Regions from separate parts of the Mus musculus genome. Here regions 1 and 2 are each linked to region 3. A link is a contact called in public HiChIP or PLAC-seq and Micro-C data. All regions are on one chromosome and are shown on one strand. The core of a region is the stretch at or near the end of the contact, and the rest is flanking DNA. Distances in the headings are between cores, read along the strand shown. Region 1 overlaps Cd80 (CD80 antigen). Region 2 holds the start of Pla1a (phospholipase A1 member A). Region 3 holds the start of Lrrc58 (leucine rich repeat containing 58).

Evidence for each region. A called contact is a pair of places that touch in the nucleus more often than the background predicts. HiChIP or PLAC-seq counts read pairs in DNA pulled down with a chosen protein or histone mark.
Region 1: an H3K27ac HiChIP or PLAC-seq map of embryonic stem cells shows a contact between it and region 3, with 2.1 times the contacts expected there. The contact joins the enhancer-like site here to the promoter of Lrrc58 in region 3. A contact is called at or near these places in 1 of 39 promoter capture datasets (frontonasal cranial neural crest), 12 of 115 datasets of contacts at active chromatin or transcription factors (the 230-238 cell line, double positive thymocytes, embryonic stem cells and 7 more) and 1 of 9 other capture datasets (liver).
Region 2: a Micro-C map of embryonic stem cells shows a contact between it and region 3, with 4 times the contacts expected there. The contact joins the promoter of Pla1a here to the promoter of Lrrc58 in region 3. A contact is called at or near these places in 2 of 484 Hi-C or Micro-C datasets (bone marrow-derived macrophages and embryonic stem cells).

The regions. Positions count from the first base shown.
Region 1 is chr16:38,474,538-38,478,382 of GRCm38.p6, reverse strand. The region is part of intron 2 of Cd80 (CD80 antigen); the gene reads right to left. It also overlaps the pseudogene Gm8590. Among named protein-coding and RNA genes, the nearest start is that of Gm41453, 6.4 kb to the left of the region's middle. Within about 2 kb of position 1,827, at least 135 of the 459 cell types and tissues checked have an H3K27ac peak or open chromatin away from gene starts, as enhancers often do. A contact at or near this core is called in double positive thymocytes, embryonic stem cells, liver and 4 more, where this site is marked.
Region 2 is chr16:38,430,704-38,434,640 of GRCm38.p6, reverse strand. Pla1a (phospholipase A1 member A) reads left to right here and starts at 1,496. Exons shown (of 11, transcript NM_134102.4): 1 at 1,496-1,837. The coding sequence starts at 1,765. It overlaps Gm36333 (a long non-coding RNA gene), which reads right to left and starts at 1,425. Exons shown (of 2, transcript XR_384843.4): 1 at 1,138-1,425.
Region 3 is chr16:37,866,991-37,870,825 of GRCm38.p6, reverse strand. Lrrc58 (leucine rich repeat containing 58) reads right to left here and starts at 2,426. Exons shown (of 4, transcript NM_177093.3): 1 at 1,846-2,426. The coding sequence starts at 2,330.

The DNA of each region.
Region 1 (3,845 bases), core at 578-3,077, 610 kb before region 3:
TAGATAGATAGATAGATAGATAGATAGATAGATAGATAGATAGATAGATACAATAGCACAAATGTGAAACCATTGATGTCTATAATCTTATCTTGTAAATAAATAGATTTGGGGAACTTGCAACCCTGTGGCAGAACTGTATCTGCAGTCACAGTCCCCAACACCAGAGCCCATCCTCACTCTCCCCTTCTCTCTCATCCCTCCCTTTCTTTCCTCCTGATGACTGGAAGAGCACCCGGGGCTCCTTCTATCTGTTTATTTAGTAAGGAACAAGTGTGAAGCCACCCTTCAACCTGAGAACCTGGAAACAGACAGGAGCCCACATGCGCCCACTCACATGGTCACGCTCTCCTGGACCTCCAGTTCTCAGCACTCATGCATCACCCTAAGTCCATGTTCAATGCCCCCTTGCTTCTTAAAAAAGTAAGGTTAGCCGCGCGTGGTGGACCACACCAGTAGGCAGGTATACTTTGGAGGCTGCAGTAGGAAGAGTATGATGTCAGCCTAGGCTATATAATGAGTTCGAAGCCACCCTTTCCCTTTCTTTCTTTCTTCCTTTCTTTCTTGCTTCCTTTCTTTCTTTCTTTCTTTCTTTCTTTTCTTTTCTTCTTCTTTTTTTTTTTTTTTTTTTTTTTTTTGTAATATAAGGCCATCTGTTCAAGTCCACCTTGGAAACCTGTAACAGATATTTAAATACTACATGAAAAGGCATCTTTAATATACTTTTTAAAAACATTTGAAGTAATCTGCTAAGAGTAAGTGTGTGTGTGTGTAAAAAAAAATTCATTCCCCTTTGAGTGCACTTTGACCTTTGAAGGAGGCAGGGTGGCAGGGAGGCAGGGAGGTCAAGTGGTTAGTGCTTCATCCAGGGGTAGGCTTCGATGGAGGCCTTGCTTCGGTCCCCATAGTCGTACAGGAGCTCCTCCCCAGCTGCGATGTCTCGGGTGGCGATGAGGATGAGGTGAGGCACGCCGTCGATGTCGTGCAGTTTGGTCTGGCAGTTCCCACACTTACTGTGATTGATGAGTCTCCCCAGGCAGTTCGTTTCTTGAGTGGCATCCACGCAGTAGGTTTTGCTCAGATACTGAAAATAGTACATGTAGCAGCCTGTGGAGGGGTCCTGTGCGTACAAGAGCCTCCCGCTTCTTGGCATCGGTAATTTCAATGAGGTTCCCATGGTATTCTACCACAAAGTATCCTCCGGGAAAACAGCTTGGTAGCGATCCCGCCCCTGCCTTTGCCATCAATTAGATGGATCTTCATGCCTTCTTCCTTCCCGCTCTCAGTCAGCTCGTCTATTTTCTTCCTTTCTTCAGACTGCAGCTCAGCTTTGCTCTTCCAGGAGCTCCTCCGCACAGGGTAGAAATCGGTGAATTTTCTATTCTGCTGGGTTTTCCCTTGAGACTTTTTCTGAGGGGCCTGCTTGCCCTTGAGGGGCTTTTTCAGGGTTTGCTTAGCGACTGCTACATTGGTAGAGTCACATGATGGGGGTGGAGTTTTTGGAGGTTCTGCTGCTTCGGATTTTTGGTTTGAAAAAGGCGCCAGGGGACCTCTCCTGGTGTCTTTGCTCTTCTGTTCATCTGACTTCACAGCGCTTCGGATAACGTTCCTGGCGTTCCTTTTCTCGCTTCCTGTAGATTCCAGCTAATGGTTTCCCCGGGCATTTGACCTCGTGATGGGCAACCGAGTTCTCTTCCTGAAGTGGAGAGCGCATTCCAGAGCACTTGTTAGGACTCATGTAGGCATAGATCTTTGGCTGCCCAGCAAACACGTTCTCCCCGTCGCTGCGGGAGGCCCCTCTGCTCCACCATCTCCGGGACCAGAGCAGCCGCCGCTGCTGCCGCCTCCACCGCGCGGGACTTGCACAGCTTCCTGCCTTGTGTTCTAGTGGCCTTCATCTTTAAGAAAAATGCCTAGGTAGGCAGGATTCCAGGCACTCTGGTGACTGCTTACTGCCTTGTGCTGTTGTGCGGTTGCTGTTAGGGATACTGGTGGTGTTAGGGCATGCGGCCAAAGATTTGTTGTATTTGTGCAAAGTCATAGATGCGAAGGACATCAGAAGGTACTCAGCTTCTGCCTTAGCTAGCATTAGGACCACACAACTAAGTCACTTCCCGAGTCTGGCCCTCTAATGTCTTAGTAGCTAAAATTCCAAAGCCTTGTTTTCCATGACCTACCCAAGGGACCTCCCAACCTCTACAATCCTCATTTTCTAAAAAAAAAAAAAAAAAAAAAAAAGGCTTGTACTCAGATCAAATATACAGTATTTAATCTGTAATCACAACCACTACATTTTATTAATTCCTTGCTACTCTGGCATTTTAAAGAGACAAGGAGGCTTCCTGGAGTTGATTTCATTTGTATATTTGACCTCCAGCAAGATGCTAAAGTAGACTTAGAGTCAAGTGTGGATACCTCCTGCCACTTGCTTCTCATGCTTAGACTTTAGGAATTTAGCTCCTCCCCTCTCCTGTGGCAGTCAGTTCCTCTACTCCAGTCCATACCCTGAGCTTTCGTTTTGGAAGTCTGAGTGCCACCGAGCTTGTATGAGCAGGGGTCAGTGACTATCAAGAGCAGCTCTTAAACAGAGATTTGCCCTGTGACTGTGGGCCACTCCCTTGCTTTTTAGTCTTGGTTTGTAGGCAGGTTAATAACCCATGCATTCCAGAGATGAAGGGATGGAAAGACACCACTTAGCACGGAGCCTGACACACAGGATATATTTAGGAAGACGCTCTCATTTAAATCAGGCTGTCAAGGAAACCTTCTGAAAATGCCCAGGGATACTGGGAGAAATGGGAGAAATGAGGGAAGAATACGGAGTATAGTTACCAGAAAAGGGAAAACCCTGAATTTGGTTGCAGAGGAAGTCATTGTAAACAACAACAACAACAACAATTCCTTGGTAGTGAAATCTCTCTGAGTTTGAGGCTAGACTCCAAGCCAGCCAAGGCTACATAGTGAGACCCTATCTCAAAACCCAAAACTAAAACAAAGGGGAAATTTAAAATGGGCCTTGTTCTTAAATAAAGTTGCATGTGTTCCTGACCTATTTATAGTTGGCATTATTATTTTCTACTTATTACCTTAATGCCACGCAATCAAACTACTACTTGGATAGTCAACATAAAAATTTTATTTTGTTTCTTCTAACCAGACATCATGGGCTTTTTAACCTGGAGTAACAAATCTGCAGGCCTAACGCTCTCAGTCACAACTCATGTTTGTTTTTTTTCTAAGAAATGGTTAGTTCAGTAAGAGCCACCTTTTCCTATCTGACTGAGCTTACAGCAGCCTCAGCTTTCTCCCCTAGCCCTGCTACAAGATAACGAGTTAGAGGAACTACTTTGAAGGTCTTTTTTTTGGGGGGGGGGGTTGAGACAGGGTTTCTCTGTATAGCCCTGGCTGTCCTGGAACTCACTTTGTAGACCAGGCTGGCCTCGAACTCAGAAATTCGCCTGCCTCTGCCTCCCGAGGACTGGGATTAAAGGCATATTCTACCACGCCCGGCTTACTTTGAAGGTCTTGCAAGACTGAACCATCTAAAGATTAGCCCTTTGGGACTAAAGAGATGGCTCAGCAGTTAAGCACATACTCCTAACTCACTCTTGCAGAACACACAAGCACTCATATTGGGTGACTCGCAAGTGCCTTTAACTCTAGTTCCTGGGGAATCCAATACTTTCTTCTGACTGCTGTGAGCATCTGAGCACACACATATACATAGTTAAAAACAAAGTAAATCTTTAAAAATAAAAGACTGGCTCTTCATCTCTCAGATGACTCAGTTAACCCAGGTTTTGGTCACTTTTAGTGGAGAAAGGTGAGTATATGTTATGAACAAA
Region 2 (3,937 bases), core at 247-2,746, 560 kb before region 3:
GCAGCCATCAACATTCATAGAGGCTCAGATGTGCTGGCCTTGTCTCAGAGGCAGGGACCATGTTATTCTGTCCCCTCCAAGGCCATGCTGGGCTTGGCACTCACTCAGTCAACTAAACAGGACTTAAAAGAGCGAAACACCAAGCTTGGGGCCTGCATGCATCTGCACCAGGCCCTCTGCATATACATACGTCATGGCCGTCAGCTTGGTGCTTTTGTGGGACTCCTAACACTGGATCTGTGACTCATTTGCCTGTCCTTGAGACTCTTTCCCTTATTTTGGGTTGCTTTGTCTAGCCTCGATATGAGGGCTTTTTGCTTTGTCTTATTGTCATCTTGCTTTGCTCCATTTGGCTGTCATCTCTTAGAGGCCTTCTGAAGAGGAAAGAGATGGGGAGTAGATCTCAGGGAACGAGCATGTGGGGAAGAGCTGGGGGGAGTGGAGGGAGGAAAAAATGGTCAGGAATTATTGCATAAGAATCTACAATAAAAATAAATAAAAAAAAAACAACAAATGAAAATGGTGGCTTTCTATGGACTCTGGAACTGGAAGGAAGAGACAACAGTGGGTAGGAGATTCATTCTTCACCATAAATTTTCATACATTTCAAATTTTACTTCGTGTGTGTGTGTGTGTGTGTGTGTGTATGTGTGTGGCAGAGATCCATGTCTGCTGACTTCTACTATCTTTCAAGACAGAGTCTGTCACTGAACCAGGTACTCACAATTGCTAGGCTGCCCATGGATACACCCAGGGCAGTGGCTCTGTTCTGGTATAACCTGTCCAGCTCTAACCCCCTACCCGGTATCACCTTTGTACGCTCTGGATGTTCCCGGACAGGGCTGGAAAGCATGTGTGCCAACAGCACTCCTTCACAAAGCTACTCTTCCGAAAGATGATGCTTGCCTGCTTCCGGCTCTCCGCCTTGTAATGGTGTGCTCCTGTTGCAGGAACACTGACCCAGGAAGGGCCCTGCCCTGCTCTAGCCTGCAAAAATATCAGATTCTGTGGTCTCCACTACCCCTGGAGTGAGGTGGCAGCACGAGAGGACAGACTCCCTGGCTCCAAACCCAGGCTAGACCACATCCATCAATAGTGTTCCCACGTCACTCACATCTCCTGCTCTTGGTTCTTTACCTGTGAGCTCAGGCATCAAGATGTCTCTTCTCTTGGGTTGGACTTGACTTCCTAACCTCGAGAGGCTGTGGAAGGCAGCAGTACTTTGCAGAAGCAAATTGGATCTCCCTTTACTCTGTCCCATAAACGTACCCATACGTGTGTCATTGGCTGCACACCGGGTGAGGTTCCCTAGGGATCCAAAAGTGAAAGAGCTTTCCAGCCTCCAGCTGCTCAGTATCCCAGGGACAAATATGTCCACAGAAATTCCATTACGGTGAGAGTTTTGTAACCACTGGGAGATGAAAGGCTGCCTTGGGCCATCACTGAGATTTCATAATGGGAAAAAGTCACTTCCTGATCTTCTTTGGTGCAGAGAGGAAGAACGGTATGTTTCAATGTCCCCTGCTTAAAAAAAAAAAAGTGGGAAGGTTGGCTCATTTTCATTGAGAAGAGGAAACTGAAAACTCCAGAGGTTAAACAAATAGGAAGGTTTATTTATTTATTTATTTATTTTACAAGCCACAGAGCCAGTTAATGATTCCTAAGTCCCAAGTGGGTGTTACATGTTTGCTTGAAGGCTGGGCCATGTGACATCCCAGGCTTGGGGACTCTCCTTCATTCTGGCTCCAGGACTCCAGCTCCACGATGCGTCCTGGCCTCTGGGAGACATGCTTCTGGTTGTGGGGACCACTTTTATGGCTCAGCATTGGAAGTTCAGGTAAGCCAAGGGCTTGGGTGGAACCTTATTTCTTAAACTGTCCTCTTACACAGCACTGACTTTGGAAGGTCCCCTAAAAGTTCTTTATCTCTGGCGGCGATTTTAAAAGAAAGGGGAAAACCCTCTTATCATAACGGGAATTAGTGGTGAGACCAGTGCCTTCTTGGGACACCAAAACTGAACTTCCCCCATCTCCTGACTCATTTTTCTAAAATCCGAATTATAACCCTTTTCACCTTGTTCAAGCCAAAGTGACTGTAACAAAAATTACCTTTGACTAACTCTCAATATTAATTTTCATCCTACTAACGGCTACTGTTTTCTATGTAGTTACTTTTTAAATTTTTTTTTTCAAGACAGGGTTTCTCTGTATAGCCCTGGCTGTCCTGGAACTCACTCTGTAGACCAGGCTGGCCTCAAACTCAGAAATCCACCTGCCTCTGCCTCCCAAGTGCTGGGATTAAAGGCGTGCGCCACCACACCCGGCTGTAGTTACTTTTAAGTTTGCCAAACTAACTTTTGGGAAAGTTCAAGAACATTTTTGTCATACACACACACACACTCGCACACATGCACTCACATATGTATGCACACACACACCTCACAGGCCTGCACACAGGCAGAACAATCAGAAGGGTCTCGTGTCTCCACCTCCCAACCACAGACTGCTTTTCTGTCCTCCCCTAAGAGGGTTCCCATCTCTCAGCTTCTGAACGCCCACCGGGACTTGCTCAGACAGCGCTATTTCTAGCCTTTGCCTCTTGGGAGGGGTCTTTCCTCAAAGCAATTCACTGCCCTGCTCAGCATTTCCAAATGTGTTCCAAAGTCCGGATCACACAGATCTATTCTCTCCTTACACCCTAGGCAGCTTTTCCTCGGCTTCCTGTGGGGTTTTTGTCTCCCTTGGTTGTTTGTTCCTATAAGGGGTGGGTCTGGGGCTCCAGTCTCTTGCGTACATTTAGTCCATGTAGGACAGGCTTAGTGAATGGTACTGCACCCCTGCCCAGTGAGCAGCAATGAACTGGGGGAGTACACGCTGAGCCGGCAGACATGGATTAAGTATATCTATCTGTCTTTGTGTTTAGAACTTTGAGGAAGTGACTTTTCTTTATCTGTCCTTGGAGACTGTCCTTACCAAATTGGGATGCTGTCAAGGACTACAGGAAGTGCGTGCACAAACTGGACCTGTAACAGTCGCTTATATTCGGGTGATTGTATTTATTATTAGTGAATAGTTGATGGGAGAAAGGGGGAAAGAACTGTCACAAGCCACTTTAGGAAAAAGATAAGACATATCCCAGATGCTCCTAGGGGAACTTCGGGTGCTGTTGGGAGAGGTGGTTCAGCAGGCTCCTCTGTTGCTTCACAGCAGCTCTGCCCCTGATGGGGGGTGGGGGGAAGGTGTTCCCTGCCAGGCCCAAATTGAAATGTCAGGGTGGGAAGACTGGAAGAGAATTGTCCCCACACTTTCTTTGCAACCTTGCCTGGCAGCAAGCTCACAGTTCCAGACACAGACGGAAGATCAGAAGCCTTGAGTTAGGTTATTGGGTTGGGGTTAGGATAAGGACTGATCAGTTCTAAGTGTGGATGGGATTCCAGGTACCCATGCAGGAAGAGAGCAGGCAGTGCTTGCTAGCAGGGTCTCCAGAGCCCTCCCCCATCGGCTTGCCTTTGTTTGCTGCCCTCTTTCTTCAGACAGACCTTGCAGGCCCAAGCTTTTCTATTTCCCAGCTATTCCCTGACATTTCTGCCTTAACTAAGTACTGTTGTCAACAATGACGGTGGTTTTTTGGGCTAACGTTTCCTGCTCTTTAAAAAAGGGCCATTTGGGAAATCCAGTAGGTTGGTGGATAGGGAGAGATAGAAAAGGAAAGAGCAGAGTTCCCTTCAGGCCTCCCAGAGGAAGATGAGAGAAGAAGGTGTTAAAGGAGACAGGGCACTCAAGGCAAAGGAAAGGAAAAACTCAAAGGAGCAGGAGCCATGAACACGGAGGGTACCAATTGTGCTTCTTCACCAAGATGGTCTCTCTGTCACTCACCTTGCTGTCTTGGCTGGGCACCTGCACAATTCTTCATGGACACCCAGGTGATGGTCTCAGGT
Region 3 (3,835 bases), core at 1,177-3,676:
CTTTAATCCCAGCACTTGGGAGGCAGAGGCAGGTGGATTTCTGAGTTCAAGGCCAGCCTGGGCTACACAGAGAAATTCTGTCTCGAAACAAACAAAACCAAAAAAACAAAAATAACAAAAATAATAAAAAATTTTAAAAATACTTGATTGAAATAAAACACGACATGTTAAAATTAAGAGGAACCAAAGTCTGTCCAATGAACATAATCTCCCCTTACCTGTCCTATATCCTACCTTTCCCTAGTACTCCTGTTGTAGGTTACCGGTGTCTACCACAATGGCCTCCTAACCAGCCCCCAAATCCCTTCTCCTTCATTCAGCCCCTTGCCACTCCACAGGAACAAACATGTGCACTCAGAATACAACCCACACTCTATGGAAGTCTTCAAGATGTGACACCCTCTGAGTGTCCCCGGTTCTTTGCAATGATCATCTTTCAGCAGTTCTTTTCCTTGCTCCTGGACTTTCACACACACTCTTCTTTTTACCTGGATTGGTCCAATGGCTCACACTCAAATCTTCACTGTTACTTCCTTCAGAAGGCTGACTCAAACGGCACTTACTCAAGAACCAAAATAGGTCAAATCCCTGTCATTCTATCTCAGGGGATTAGCCCCAGAACTTAGGAAAATGTTGGGACACATCAAGTACTGTGTAAACATCTATCGAGGAGCAAATTAAGGGACACTGTGTCCAGATGCCTCATTTGGCAAACAGGAAGTGCTAAGTGACCAGCAGAAGGGTGAGATGTGAAGAAAAAGTCTTATTCCTGGGTCAATGTTTTCCCTGTTAACTCGAAGGTTCTTTCTGGCTCCACATTCTTTTATCTTGGCTAACCAATTAAAAGAGAGGAAAAATATTTAACAAGTGGAAGATGCTTTCTTGTTTTGCTTTGACTCCCCTGCAGGGCACATTAGAGCACTTCTATTATCCTCTCTGCACCTCCTCACTCCAGTACACTACTGACTAAGCCACTAGGAGATAGGACAGACAGTTCCTGTAAAGAAGGAATCACATTCAGTAACATACAGTAACACAGATACAATGGTATGATGTGTGACACACAGAGGAAGTAATTTGGCTCTAATTGTCCTGGGAACAGTTTTTTTTTTTTTTTTTTTTTTTTTTTTTTTTTTTTTTAGAATTACAGAAAAGACTCCTAAGATAAAATTTTGAAATGTGAATAGTTCCTCAGGGTCAAAGGAAGCGCAGCGTGGTTTTTTTTTGTTGTTGTTGTTTTTGGGTTTTTTTGTTTTTTTTTTTTGTACCCAACCCCAACCCCACAATTTAGTGAAGCTGCCTTTCTGGGTGTGTGTGTGTGTGCAAGGCTCACTGACTCCACAAATGGTACTTTGGGTATCGGGAAAAGAGGGGAACTGGAAATAAAAACCAAGGAAGTAGGTCAGCACCTCCTACGCCACGTTAAATGCCACTTTGATGCAAACGCATGGAAAGTCTCGGAAGACTTAACCAGTAAGAAATCGCCAACCTCTGTTAACGGGAGCCCTTTTGACTCCCTGTCTAGACTCAAGAAAGAAGGCGAAGTCCGGCTTAGTGGCGCATGTCTTTTAGCCCCAGATTTGGGAGGTAGAGGCAGGCGGAGCTCTGTGAGCTTGAGGTTAGCATGGTCTCCACAATGAATTCCAGAGTTCATTGGGGGGCGCGGGGGGCGTCGAAGACCTGCGGCAGGCCAAACACAACCCAAAGGCTACCACCCACCCACCCACCCTTGGTCAGACGCTACGGGTGACAATGGCTCGCCTAGTCCCCCTCCCCCTCCAACCCGGTGCCACGGAGCTCGGGCCACCGCCCCGCTCCCCACCCCCGGGACTCGCCGCCGCTCACCTCCGCAAGTTCTCGATCTCGGCGGGGATGCTCTGCAGCTGGTTGCCGCCCAGGCTGAGGGTCTGAAGGGCGCGCAGCTCCAGCAGCGAGGCGGGCAGCTCCTGGAAGCAGTTGCCGCTGAGGTTGAGCACTTGGAGGCTGCGGCAGAGCGGCGACTGGGCCAGGCCCTTGGGCAGCGAGCCCGGGCCGCCGAGCCGGTTGTTCCTGGCCAGCAGCGTGCGCAGGCCGCTCAGCGTCAGCAGCTCGGGCCCCAGCGCCGTGAGCGAGTTGCCGCTCACGTCCAGGAGCTGGAGGTGCGGGAAGCCGCCGCCCAACGCCCGCGGCAGCGACGTCAGGCGGTTGTAGGGCAGCAGCAGCCGCAGGAGAGCCTCGCGCGCGCCGCGCCGCTCCTCGGCGCGCGCCTCCAGCTCCGACTCCAACGCCTCGGCCGACACGCTGAGGCGGGACCAGTTGAGTTCGGCCTCCCCGAGCGCGGCCTCCTCCATCCCGCCGGATCCCGGGCCCGCGAGCCGAGGCGGCGCGCCCCGGAACCTAAAGCGAGCGCCGCGTCGGAAGTGGCGCGGCGCGGCCCGGTACGGCCCGGGCGCTCACCCCCGCGCGCCCTCCGAGTCACGCGATGGTCGGCGCCGGGTGCGCGCGCCGCTCCGGGGGCCGGGCTCCGCCTCACGTGGCGCACGGCGCGGCGTCCGCTGCGCAGGAGCCGAGGCCTGGCGCTCCCGGGAACCGTGTGAGGGAGCTGTGCTCGCCCGGGCGTCGCGGGGCTCGGTGGGCGAGCCGGAGGCCTGAGGCTCCCCGGAGCGGGCAGCTCGCCCTTTATAGTGTGGCACCCGGTGGTGGCCTTGGCCGCCAGAGTAAACAGCTCCGGGGCTGTTGATCCCGCCCGGGGGCCTGCGCGTCACGGGGCGCCGCCTCCTTTGTTCTCACTTGAGGCCGGGGCCCCCCCATTTTTGCGGGATCCAGAGAGAGTAGCCATGACGGGGACGTAGCCTGAGAATTTAATGTCTTCAGGAGAACGTGCTTGGTGGCCCCACGCCTCTCGTCCCCGCTCTGAAATGCAGAGGCAGCCGTACTGAGTCTGAGGCCCGCCTGACCTACATAGCCCAGGCTAGCCAGGGCTACACGGTGAAGAACAAAGGCCTCTTCGAAGCTAAAGCCAAAGTCGGAGATGGCTGTCGCCCCAGCTGGAAAGCATGCTTGAAGACCTTCCCTTCCCTGATTGCCTGTTGTTTCTTAAAGCATTGTCTAACGCGAGCGAGCCAAGACAGCCACAGCTATACAGTGAAACCTTGTTTGGAAAAAAAACAAACCCCAAAACAACAACAAAAAGCACCATTGTAAAAGTATTGTGTGTCCAATAAGAACTTTGTCCACGTCAATCACAGAATCACTCCTGTGGGCTTTGGTCCCTTGGGCATGGGAATGCGCTTGGGAGTTGGATATAGGAGCCCCCTTTATTAGATCTAGCTTACACTGAGCTCAGATGGAGAAAGCGTTCAAAGCACTCTGCAAGTGAGAACTAGATAGAATTTAACTGGGAAAGTCTTGACTCTAGCTCTAATTCACTAATTCCAGTAGATTTATTTTCATCCTGATCCCATTTCAATGTCAATCTTTTCTGAGATTTCGTTTTGTAATTTTAAAGTCATTAGTGGAAATAAGAGAAAAGCTTAGTTTCTTACCGAGCTTAAATACAAGAAAGTTAAAAGGTTATGTGATAACCAGTGGGATTAAATTGCTTTTTTTCCTAAAAATCATAACCTCATCTACTCAGTTGTGCAGATGAGAGACTTCATGCTACTTCACAGCTAAGCTTTATGATTGAGTTGTCATGTTTGTTAGTTTAAACAATCTATGAGTGGAATTTAAAAAATATGTGCCAGACATAGTAGTACCTGCTTTTAATCCCAACATTCAGGAGGCAGAGGTGGGAGTGTCTCTGTGAGTACCAGCCTGATCTACATAGTTTTAGGACTGTCAGGGTAACAAAAAA